Linked DNA regions of Mus musculus: all the other regions are linked to region 1. A link is a contact called in public Hi-C and Micro-C data. All regions are on one chromosome and are shown on one strand. The core of a region is the stretch at or near the end of the contact, and the rest is flanking DNA. Distances in the headings are between cores, read along the strand shown. Region 1 holds the start of Tab2 (TGF-beta activated kinase 1/MAP3K7 binding protein 2). Region 2 has its middle 16 kb from the start of Ust. Region 3 holds the start of Sash1 (SAM and SH3 domain containing 1).

Evidence for each region. Hi-C and Micro-C count contacts between places; a contact is called where the count stands out from the background.
Region 2: a contact with region 1 is called in a Hi-C map of CD4 T cells, with 2.8 times the contacts expected there. The contact joins the enhancer-like site here to the promoter of Tab2 in region 1. A contact is called at or near these places in 1 of 39 promoter capture datasets (hippocampal neurons), 2 of 484 Hi-C or Micro-C datasets (CD4 T cells and natural killer cells) and 6 of 115 datasets of contacts at active chromatin or transcription factors (the 230-238 cell line, bone marrow-derived macrophages, embryonic limb bud and 3 more).
Region 3: a Micro-C map of embryonic stem cells shows a contact between it and region 1, with 8 times the contacts expected there. The contact joins the promoter of Sash1 here to the promoter of Tab2 in region 1. A contact is called at or near these places in 2 of 484 Hi-C or Micro-C datasets (embryonic stem cells and muscle stem cells) and 4 of 115 datasets of contacts at active chromatin or transcription factors (bone marrow-derived dendritic cells, bone marrow-derived macrophages, embryonic stem cells and 1 more).

Annotation. Positions count from the first base shown.
Region 1 is chr10:7,954,397-7,958,052 of GRCm38.p6, forward strand. It overlaps Tab2 (TGF-beta activated kinase 1/MAP3K7 binding protein 2), which reads right to left and starts at 1,727. Exons shown (of 7, transcript NM_138667.3): 1 at 1,405-1,727.
Region 2 is chr10:8,533,217-8,537,397 of GRCm38.p6, forward strand. No RefSeq gene overlaps it. Among named protein-coding and RNA genes, the nearest start is that of Ust, 16 kb to the left of the region's middle. Within about 2 kb of position 2,410, at least 26 of the 459 cell types and tissues checked have an H3K27ac peak or open chromatin away from gene starts, as enhancers often do.
Region 3 is chr10:8,883,556-8,887,385 of GRCm38.p6, forward strand. It overlaps Sash1 (SAM and SH3 domain containing 1), which reads right to left and starts at 2,515. Exons shown (of 20, transcript NM_175155.4): 1 at 2,169-2,515. The coding sequence starts at 2,303.

The sequences.
Region 1 (3,656 bases), core at 477-2,976:
TTCAAGTTGTACAGTTTTAAAAGTAATCATGGATTCACCTTTACTAAGACATTAAGGATGCTTCTGAAAAGGCATCAAAACTCTTGCTGTACCAAGTGTGGTAAACAGTGATAACTAAAAGCCAAAACCAAAACCAAAACCAAAACAAACAAAAAAACCAAAAAAAAAAAAAAAAAACCAAAACAAAAAACAAACAACCCTCTTTTGTACCCAGTGAAATTCCTAGCAAAATTTGAAGCTGCTTCATGAGCAACATCTCCTTTGAGTAAGCTAGGACACAAAGCCATTCCTTTTATAAAATGGCAATCAACCTAACCCTACGATTTGGCACTTTACTAACTTACCCAGCACTGACAAAATGGATGCAAAGCTAGAGTGTCTGGCTGCTGCCTCGAATACTGCATTTGTGTCCAAGAACTTTCCAATGACTAGAAGCCCATTTACCAACAGCCTGCAATGCTTTTGGGAACCCGAACTTCACGGAGACTCGAATAAAAGCTCCAGGAGGCTGCAAGTCTCCACCACTCTCCTGAAAACCCCTCTTATCAGAAACATTTGAAGAATTCCTCCATAACAATTAAGCTGACTTGAATGGAAACTTAGCATCTCAAATATACTATATATGGAATGAAACTTGGCCAAACACGTAAATACAAACTCACACGCTCCCTGACACTTTCGGCCTACAATTATGAGCCAAGGATTCTACAGCATCAGCAACAGACAGATCCACCTGTCACCTGTCAGCAACACCCAGGGACCCTTGTTAAGTCTTCCTCTTCCAACCACTATCTCGGGGCAAGAAAATCAGAGTAGTCCTGTGGACTCTAAGGGGGCCCCAACCTCTTCACAGCGGGGCGTGCTGCCCATTTGGAAGAAGGCTGCAGACAAGCAAAATCGGAAAGCAAAGCGAGAGAGGTGCTTCCTCTTTACCCTGCACTTAACTTCCCCGGCTCTCCCTTAACTCGCGGGCCCCGAAGTCATCGTTATCCAGACCTGGGTTCCCCCAAAGGCGTCTGGTTCCCTCCCTCCCACTTCCAGATCACAGGCCTGGGGGCGGACCGGGGGCCAAGGCACCCCCACCCCCGGCTCTCTCCGGCGCTGGGCTCCGGGGCAGGCCCGGTCCCCCTCCCCCGACGCCCCGGAGCCCAGGCCAGGCCCCAGGCTCCCCGCCCCCACCCTCCCCGCAGGACTTGGGGGGCCTCCCTGCGCCTCGCCACCGCGGGCAGGACCCGGGCGGAGCGGCGGACGAAGGCGAGGAAGGCGCGGACGCCCCGCTAGGGCTTCGCGCGCCAGGCAGAGCCGGTCCCCGAGCCGCTGCAGGCGCGGGGAGCCGGGCTGGGGGTGGGGGGGGTGGGGGGTGGGGAGGGATCCCGCCGAGGCCCCGCAGCGCCGTCCGCTTACCCTTCGCCGCCGCCGCGGCTTCCCCCTCCTCCTCGTCCGCCGCCGCCGCCTCTCCCACTTGGGCAGCCGTCTCCCCCGTCGTCACCGCGGCCGCCGCCAGCGCCGATTCCACCCGGCAGGGGGGACACCTCAGCCCTCCCTCCCTCCCCGCTCGGCCCCCTCCGCCCGGCCGCCGCCAACTCCCTCCGGCCGCCGCCGCCGCTCGCGGCTGAGGGGGAGGGGAGGGGGTCGGCCTGGGGCGCCCCGCCGCCGGCGCCTGCCGCGGATCAAAGCGATGGCCGGGGCGGCGTCGCCGCGGCCCGCTGCTCGGCTCCGGCTCGCACGGCCGCCCTGCCTCCCTCCGCCCCCACCCCCCTGCCGCTCGCCTGCCCTCCCCCCACCCCCCCAGCTCTCGCTCGCTCGCCCGCTCGCGCCGCGGCTCCGCCAGCCCAGTCCGCATCAAAATACGGCCACACAATATGGCGGCGCGGCGGCCGGCAAACACCGCGAGATCTGAGGCGGCGGCCGTGACGAGGCCTCCCTCCGCCGGGTGGCGGGGATGCTCTGTCCACGCCCCACCTCCGCCAGCCGCCGTCCCCACTCCCGGCTCGCCGTGGCCGGAGGGGACGCGTCCCGGCGCGGGCTGAGGAGGAGCACGCGGGTCCCTCACGCTCGGACGGGGAGGGAGGGAGGGAGAGAGAGAGGAGCCGAGCGGTGCGCGCGCCGCCGAGGGCCTCGCGGCTCCGGAAGCGGGTGGCGGGCTGTGCGAGCAGGGCGAGCCGTGCGAGCCGGCGGCCCAGCTCGGGGAGACGGGCGGGACCCTGCAGGCCCTGACGGGCCGCGGGGCAGGTGGGCCTGAGGCGGAGGCGAGCGCCGGGCCTGCGGGGCTGCGGGGCCGCGAGCCGGACACACCCCCTTGGAGCCGGGCCGCGCCCAGGCCGCGAGCTACCGGGTGACCCGGGAGGGACGGCGGGTCGGATGGAGACCGGGCGGTGCGGGACGCGTCCTGGAAGCCGCGGGACCCGAGCGGAGTTTGGCTCGGCCGCTGGACTTTCCTTGATCAGCAGTGGGGGCCCGCAGAGAGAACGATCTAAAGAATCAAGCGAGTCGTTGCGATTGTAACTGCACGTTCCTAGAAGACCTAGAAGCAGAGCCAAAGACACTTTAGCTTCGAGGGGAGACGCGGGGGAGGGGACACTTCTGGTTTCTATCTTCTTAAAGATGTGCTTCGTTTTCCCTCGGGGTGGGGTGGGGTTGGGTGGTGGTGGTCAACGTTCAGATGTTTCTCACAATGTAAAATATTTTAAAATCTTGGCGGTTTCATATGGCAAAAAAAAAAAAGGCTTTTTTTTTCTTCTTCTTGACCCTGTCCAAAGTGTGCATATCGCTGCCAGTTTCTTCCTTGAAGAAATTCATACTACCGAAAAAAATCCGGAAGGACTATTTTTATTATTCTGTTATCAGTATAAGCTCCATAGGTGCTTATTGCTTATTGTTTTTAAAGCCCCTTTTTTAAACACTTAAAACCCTTTCACTTCCTTTTTACACTCAGTTTTACAAAGTACCTGAAATATTGGGGTTTAGCTCTACTTAAAAACTTTTAGCCCGCCAGAAGTCAGAGTGCTAATGATTTACAACATTGGAACTTTTAAATTTTTCTCTCGGTTGACATTAAGAAAGTAAAAGTATATACTTTGAAAAAGTGTTTTTTCTGTGTTCGAAGTAAAAGTAAATTATAATTCACATAGTAGATGCTGTTTTCATTAATTCACAGTAACAGACGCCATTGAGCCCTAATACTACAGTTCTCTGAGGAATTATTTCCATAGTCAGTGTAATGATTTTAGATAAATTGAAGAAATTATTAAATAAACAGTACTTCTCTTAAACTGAGGCACAATTCGAACATATACTGCTGAAATAATAGAAGTGGATTAAGAAAAAAATAGTTCCTGTTCAAAATTTGTTTTCTGAAATGTACGTGTACACATTTTAATAGAAATATATTTTCCATATAAACAAATGTAATGGGTTTGAGAAAAGGAAGAGAAGATATAATCGTACATCATTGCCCAAATTTGAAGAGCTTGGATCTCTAATGAAGAGAAAGCCCCAGATAGCTATGTAGAGGAAAACTCTATGAAAGAACTAATGCCTTTAAAAACAAACAAACAAAAAACAAAACAGAACAAACCCCTTCTGGGATCTTGTAAGAATCAAAGATCGCAGATTAAAGGATGCTAAAGAGCATGACATCCTAATGCGACATGAGA
Region 2 (4,181 bases), core at 1,160-3,659, 580 kb after region 1:
TTAAAAGACAACTTCGGGACCTGGGTTTCTTCGTTCATGAGGTCTGTCTTAGTGTTTTTATTGCTGGGATGAAACACCATGAGCAAAAGCAAGCTGGGGGAGGAAAAGGGTTTTTCAGCTTCCACATTGTAGTCCATCATTGAAGGAAGCCAGGACAGGAACTGGAATGCGGCTGGAACCTGGAGGCAGGAGCTGATGCAGAGGCCACAGAAGAGTGCTACTTATGACTCGCTCAGCCTGCTTTCTTATAGAACCCAGGACCAGCAGCCCAGGGATGGCGCTCTCCCATTGATCACTAATTAAGAAAATGCCTTACAGCTGGATCTTATGGAGGTATTTTCTCAACTGAGGCTCCCTCCTCTCTGATGACTCCAGCTGTGTCAAGCTGACAACCACAGCCAGTCAGTACAAGGTATCTGGCATGGAACTCAGGTTGTTAGAGTTAGAGGCAAGTGCCTTCCTTTACTCATTACGCCTTCTCACTGGCCTGATGAAACACATTTTTCTTAAAATGTTAGGCACACATGTAAGAATGCAAAATATTTCTTTGAGGATTAAGAAACCAGAATCCAAATAAGTCACAGAACATGCACAAAAGAGTGTTGTTTGCAAGTGGAAAGACCAGAACTCGGATACCAATCTTGCAAATATATCTTTAATATTTTTCTACAATATGGTGACTTGGGTGCCTAGAGAATCTGACTAATCGATGAACTCACCCCCGCACACAAAAATGTACACAATTAAAAATAATAATTTCAGTTCCTGCGTGGTCTCTAGGAGACGCCAAATTCAGATTAGGAATCACTTCTCTGTGCTCTCCTGGATGCGTCTGAGGGCCTTTATCAACCGAGAATATGATGCTTCACCGTTACTCCTGAAGACAAGGGTAGGGTTAATTTCTAAAGTGGGGATAAACTTTTGAGTAACCCTGGAAATAGTCTTCTTCATAGTGTCTTGATATTTAAAACATCCTAGAGAGAGCAAACACATTCCCCAGTGGTAACCATATTGGAAAGTAAGATCGTATTGAGTCATGAAGCCAAGGGAGACCTAGCATTTCAGGAAGACAATGAACAACTGTGGCCAAGGTGCCTAAGAGTTACGTGTCCCCTGCACCTATTTCCTCCTGTTTCCTTTCAGTAAAAGAAACCACTAACAGGACTCATGGCCACGTTTATAGGTAGGTACTACATTTTCTAGGCTCCTTTGCAGATAGATGTGGTTGTATGGCTGAGATCAAGTCAGGATTGTGAGAAAAAAAAGAGATGTAGGCAAATCCTAGATGAGTGTGTACCCTTCCGGTCTCATTTCCCAGCTTCCATGGACTTCAATGTGGACCTGGAAGTGGCTCAACATCAGTCAAGGACATGGGGCAGGGTTTTGAGGAACATTGAGGGACCCGAGGAGGGGAATGTGTATCTCCATATGATTTCATGGAGTGGATCAGCCTACCTGAGATGGGTAGCCGCCACCTCTAGCTCCCTTGTGAAAGAAAGAAATTAGCTTCTCTGGAATCATTGTGTGTAGGGATCCCTTTAGTACTCTAGACAGCACTACAACGAAGTCACACATCAGAAAAGATGACAGAGAAATCATATGGAGCTGAAGGGTGGGCGACTGATTGTTTCAGGTATAAGACTGGACCAGAAACCTGAAAGTAAGTTACAGAGCTAATCTTTCTACCCTCCATCTCTTAAGAGCACCATGGGTTCTAGAACAGTGGAGCACAAGTGTAATATGTCCCCAGGGTAATTGCCTTATAATGGCCAGGTTATAAAATAAGTACATAGACAAATCGCGAGGCTACTATCCCAACATGTGTCAAAAAAGAAAATGAAACTGGAAAAGTGGCTGAAAGGCTCTGCCTCACACAGAATGGTCAGGAGAATACCAAAGCAAAGTTGTAGCTGAGAAAAACTATATGAAAAATGATTAAGGCTAAAATTATAACAAGATCCTGGATGAGGGCATCAGGCAAAGGGAACGGCAAATATGGAGCCCTGGAGGAAGCAATACCCTTATTCAAGGCAAGCATCTCAATACCCCATTCCAATAATGCTCTATTTTGATAGAGTGATTTAAATTTTCAGACAGAAAAAAAAATCCCCTCAAATTCATTTCATGAGTAATTTCACTTCCCTGGCAGCTAGCAGGATAGTATTACCAGATGAAAGCTTACATGGAGAACCAATTAATTTATCAAGTAAGATTTCTTTTTTTGGCCTGAGTTGTTCTGGACACTACCAAACTATATGATTGATCTTCTCCTGCTAGACAGGTTTGCCATCAGCACATACCCACTTCTCAGCACACACTCACTTCCTCTTAGCACATACCCACTTCCTCTCAGAGCACACCCACTTCTTCTCAGCGCATGCCTACCTTCTGTCAGCACATAACCACTTCCTCTCAGAGTACACCTACTTCCTCTCAACACAAACCCACTTTCTCTCAGAGCACCACCTCTTCCTCTTAGTACCTGCCCATTTCCTTTCAGCACACACCTACTTCCTCTTAGTGCATCTCCATTTCCTCTCAGAATACATTCTCTTTCCTCTCAGAGTATACTCACTTCTTAGCACATACTCGCTTCTTCTCAGCGCCTACCTATTTCCTGTCAGCACATGCCCACTTCCTCTCAGTACATACCTACTTCTTCCCAGCACATACCTCTTTTCTCTCAAATTATATCCACTTTCACTCAAATTTATTTCCTATTACAAGCATATAGCTTGCAACTGAGGGTGATTAGTCAATGGTTTATGTTTGGAAACTTAACCATGGCAATATGTATGTTCTTAACAAAACATGTCAATTTTTAACGAGTGTCCTGAAGAAGTTAAAAAGTCACTCTGGGTGTGGGTGGTTTCATGGAGTCATGTGATGAGAACATTTAGAAGGAGCAGGTCTTTTGATGGCCTCCATGAAACAAAAAACAGTAGGAAGGAAGGAAAAAAATGTATAGTAACACAGTGCTTCCCTTTATGATGAAGATCATGCGAAACAGGACTGGAGAGATGCTTCAGCAGTTAAGAGCTCTTGCTGCTCTTCCAGAGGACCCACCAGGCAGCTCACAGCTGTCTGCAACTTCAGCTGCAAGGGACCTAATGCCTTTGATCTCCAAGGGTAGTATCACTAGTGTGCACATGCTCACACACACACACACACACATGCATGCATACACACATACATGCACACACATCTACACATAATTGAAAATATATCATTTTAAAATTCGTAGCAGAAATCTGAACCTGGGCTACACAAATGAAGTGAATGCATATGTATGATGTCATTTATTGTTTGTATCCTGTATATCAATTATTAAGATTTTTTTATCCAATTATTTTTGCTAGAGGAGGGGCGTAATTATGTTTCTGTGTCTAAAATTATTGTCCAATAAAGAAACCATCAAAGGGCATATAGCCAACATGGATAATGAAAATAATATCATAGAGGAAGTTAAAGAAATTAAGAAAAAACATTATGTACATTTTCAGGATTTTTGTCACATTGGTAGCATATATTGCCTTTATAAACATATTTTTAAAAGATTTATTTATTTGTTTGTTTGTTTGTTTTATGTATGAGTACACTGTAGCTGTCTTTAGATACACCAGCAGAGGGCATCAGATCCCAGAGCAGATATTTGTGAGCCATCATATGGTTGCTGGGAATTGAACTCAAGTCCTCTGGAAGAGCAGGCAGTGCTCTTAACTGCTGAGCCATCTCTCTAGCCCATAAACATAATTTATTGTAAGTACGTTTTAAGAAAACGTTTTAATCAATTCTTTCTTCTTTCTCCTCCTCCTCTTCCTCCTCCTCCTTCTTCTTCTTCCTCATCTTCATCTCCTCCTTCTCCTCCTCCTCTTCTTTTTGTGTATAAATGTGTTGTTTGTGCCCTAGACTGCCTGCTGCCCAACCCTACCTTGGGGTTAGAGATGAGGTGGCCTGGAATCAACAGCTCAGACTCCAGGAGCAGTTAGAACACTGCAGGAAGCTCCTTTAACGCCTTTCACCCACGTCCCACTGGTCCCCAGCAAGCATCTCTTCCAAACATCAGTTCCTGATTGGCTGACGTTGTCTGAATCAGCAATCCTTGGTCTCCGAGGCAGTCTTCAATAAGGTCCTCCTGCAGGAGTTGCCTTTGTGGGCTGTGTGGCACCCTGTGTTTATGC
Region 3 (3,830 bases), core at 1,265-3,764, 930 kb after region 1:
TTAATAAACACGTGGAAGGCAGCTCTCTAGTGGTAGCAAGAGCCCTCCTCATAACATAGGACCTTCCCACTAGTATGTACAGAGGCAGGGCAGCCAGGTCTACCTCTCTGCATTTTACTACCGAATGCCCAACGTTTGTCCCAAAGGAAATGGAGACTGTATAAAGGACAGGAGAAGGGCTGGACCATACTGACGTTCTCTCCTGCTTCACACTCAACTCCAGGCTGAGTAAGAAAACATCTATTTTCTCTTTCATCTGCTCTTTGAATACCAGGTTTGATCTTCTAGGGCCCCACCCCTTCTTTTACCTCAGCCAAAGAACACTCAGCTACAGCTACCCCGACAGGGCTGGAATCTGCCAGGGAAAGGGATGCAAATATTCAGAAAGGGTGACCTGCCAATCCTCCTCCCCAAACAGCACTCGGTGTGACTTTCACTTTTCCCAGCACTCCCCTCCCCCACCCACCCACCCAGGGCACACCCACCTAAAGGATGGCAACAGGAGATACTATCAAACCAGCATTCTCTGACTGAAAAGTCAGAGTGGCTTCTGGGCAAGAACCAAGATAAGGTGTCTGCCGGTCTAAAACTTAAGATTGTCTGTCACCACTCACAAAACAATCGCTTGATTTCCTGCAATTCAACTGAGCATTGTATGTATCTCTGAAAAAGTTTAGGAAACGCAACAGATTTTAAATCCAAAAGACTTACGTACACAGCATACATACATAAAATTCTAACGTAGGTAAATATGTCTTTTATTATGTATTTGAAAGCACAGACAGAAATCTTTAACCCAGGAAAATGAGATACACTGAACTTCAAGATGTCCAAAAAGATGAGACATAGGCTCTATTTGCAAGAAAAAATATATACAGAGCTGTATTCATTGACCATCTACCATTCATCTGGCAATATGCTGAGTGCATCATACACATGGACATAGTGCCTCTCATAAAACCCAAGACACATGTCTTCCTGTTTTTCAAGTGAATTGGAGAGTCAGGAGTGAATGACCTTGATATGGTAATTGTAGACAGACAACTGGGGAGCAGGGATTTGAACCAGGCTAACTAACTTCAAAGCCCAAGACTTTAACCACTATGGAGAAAACTAAACACTGTATCGTGCCCAAAGAGGCACTGCTAAAACCCTGGGGAGCAGGGATTTGAACCAGACTAACTCGCTCCAAAGCCCAAGACCTTAACCACTATGAAGAAAACTATATCGTTCCTAAAGAGACACGGCTAACACCAGAGACACGGCTAACACCCTATCCATCCAAGGTAAAATTTCATCCTCAGTAGAACTACTTTCCAGAACTAAGATAAATCCATAGGCAGTTTTAACCACTGGCCAGTTCAAAACCTCTTTTGGGGGGGTTTGGTTGGTTGGTTGGTTTTGGTTTTTGGGTTTTTTTGTTTGTTTGTTTTGTTTTGTTTTGTTTTTGATTTTGGGTTTTTTTTGTTGTTGTTTTTGTTTTGTTTTTGTTTTTGGGGGATTGTTTTGTTTTGTTTTCGAGACAGATTTTCTCTGTGTAGTCCTGGCTGTCCTGGAACTCACTCTGTAGACCAGGCTGGCCTCGAACTCAGAAATTCGACTGCCTCTGCCACCCAGGTGCTGGAATTAAAGGCGTGCGCCACCACGCCCGGCAGTTCAAAACCCCTTATCAGCACAGATTCAGCAATATATGCCTTATTGTTCTCAGCGCCAAACATATAAAACAAATATCCTGTAATTCTACAAACTAGAAGAGCTGAGGGCAGAGCAAGTAAACACCGTGGTAGTTCTGCACAAGGAAACGGTTGTTTTCCTCTCATGGGCACAGGACAAGCCCTGTGCGGATAAACATCAATACCGAGAGGCCATGAGGAGTCCACTCGCCAAATATTTACAAGTAGTATTTACATCTACTCTTTCTGGCTTTTTCCACGCCAACTTTTCTAAGCAGGTGTCCCTAATTACAGTCGATTGTTCAAGAGGTGTCTCTGATGTGACCCGACAAGTAGGGGTTTTTTTTTTTTGTTTGGTTGGTTTGGTTTGGTTTGGTTTTTCTAAATTACAGTTTCAACCCCTATATAGAGAATACAGCGGAAAGAAGAAGGGTGACCAATAGGTGGGCGAGGGGTGAGCCCCGCTTCCCCCGCCTGCCTCCCCAGGTAGCTCACCAGGATGCCCATCACGTCGGTCCAGAGGCGGGAGATTGACTCGGAGACACCGGCCTCGGGCTCCAGCTCCCGGGCGGGATCCACCTCCGGCTCAGGCTCCGGCGCCGGGCTAGCAGCTCCCGCGTCCTCCTCCATGGCCGCGTCCCCGTGCGTCCGCGTCCGGGTCCCCGCGCTGCCCACCGCTCGCAGCAGCGCGTCGGCCGACGGGGCGCAAGTTCCCCGCCCGCGGCGTCACCGGGCCGCGCCCCCGCGTCGCATGCCCCAGGCTCCGCTGGGTACGAGCACCACTGCCAGGACTGGCACCTCGATCCCGGGCGACCGCGATTGACAACTCCAGAAACTTTTCCTAGCCCGGCCCCGCGCAGCAACAGGGTAGCTGGAGCAGAGTCCACAACACTGGCTGCGGCGGGGAGTTCACGGGACCAGGGAGACAAGAGCCACACCGCACGGGTGCTGCGTCCTGCTTCGGGGACCGGCTCCGGGTGGCACACCACTCGCCTCTACTGGAGAGTTTGTGCAGGGCTGGGCAGGGGACAGTGACGCCTGTGGACCCGGGCTAATTAGTCCTGGACCCCTCTCTTTAGAATGAGCTCTTCCAACTCCACATGACTCCCTCCCCTCCAGGCTCAAGAAAGCGTTTAGCAACAAAAGGTGCTCTGATGTCAGGCGCTTTGCATGGAAATGAGCCTCAGCCTGGCCAACAAATCGCCTTTTGAAAGCGCCACCGCGCCACGGGCCCGGGGCCCTGCACAAGTCCCCAATCGCGCCATTCACCCGCGCCTTCCGCCACTGAAACTGCAGAAAGTTAATCTTTAAGCCGCTCGCTGAGTTCGAGTTTAAGAGGAGTCCGTATGGTGACAACCCCTGGAATTACAGTCCTGTCTGTCAGGCTTCTTGGAAAACAAAGTGTGACAAAGCTCGCCTGGTCACGAGCCATTGTTTGGGTCGTAAGTCCGGGCGTTTCGGCTCCCGAGTGGCCGCAGTGCTGTGCACTTCTAGGGTTTTCGGATACTTAAATGAGACCCTCTCTGAGCTGTAAGGGTGTGTTTTGTTTTGTTTTGTTTTGTTTTGTTTTGTTTTGTTTTGTTTTGTTTTGTTTTACGTGGAAGAAACAGGCAAGGGGTATGTTCAAAATAAAAGTTAATTTTATGGCCGCTAAGCCCATGCACAGTTCAGGCCTCGATATGTTAATCAAGTGAAAATGCCAGAGGGAAATATCCCTGAAGAGGTCCTTTTTCCCTCTTCTCCCCCTCCTCCTCCTTTTAAAAACCAATCAAAAAATTTTTTCTAAGAGATGACAGTGCCTATCCTATTTGATTTTGTGGCTGCTCACTTTGTGAAACTAAAGAAACCCACGGAATCTGCCCCTTATTAAGGAGGTGGAGTGGAGAGGGGATGAAGTGAGGGTCCCCCGGATAGAACAATTACTTCTGAAGTGTCTTCATCTCTTTCTCAGCTTTCATACATTGAGAACAGCAGTCTAAGTAATGGGTGAATAGCTCTCACCCACAATGTCAAAACGTAAAAAGAAGTAAAACCCTAGCATAGCAGTATGGGCCTATAAGGCTGGGAAGTAGAGACATCGGGATTTTCGTGGCTTTAGTGGCTGCCATTCCAGACAGCTGGTAAGCTCCAGGTTCATGGAGAGATTGATCATGTCTC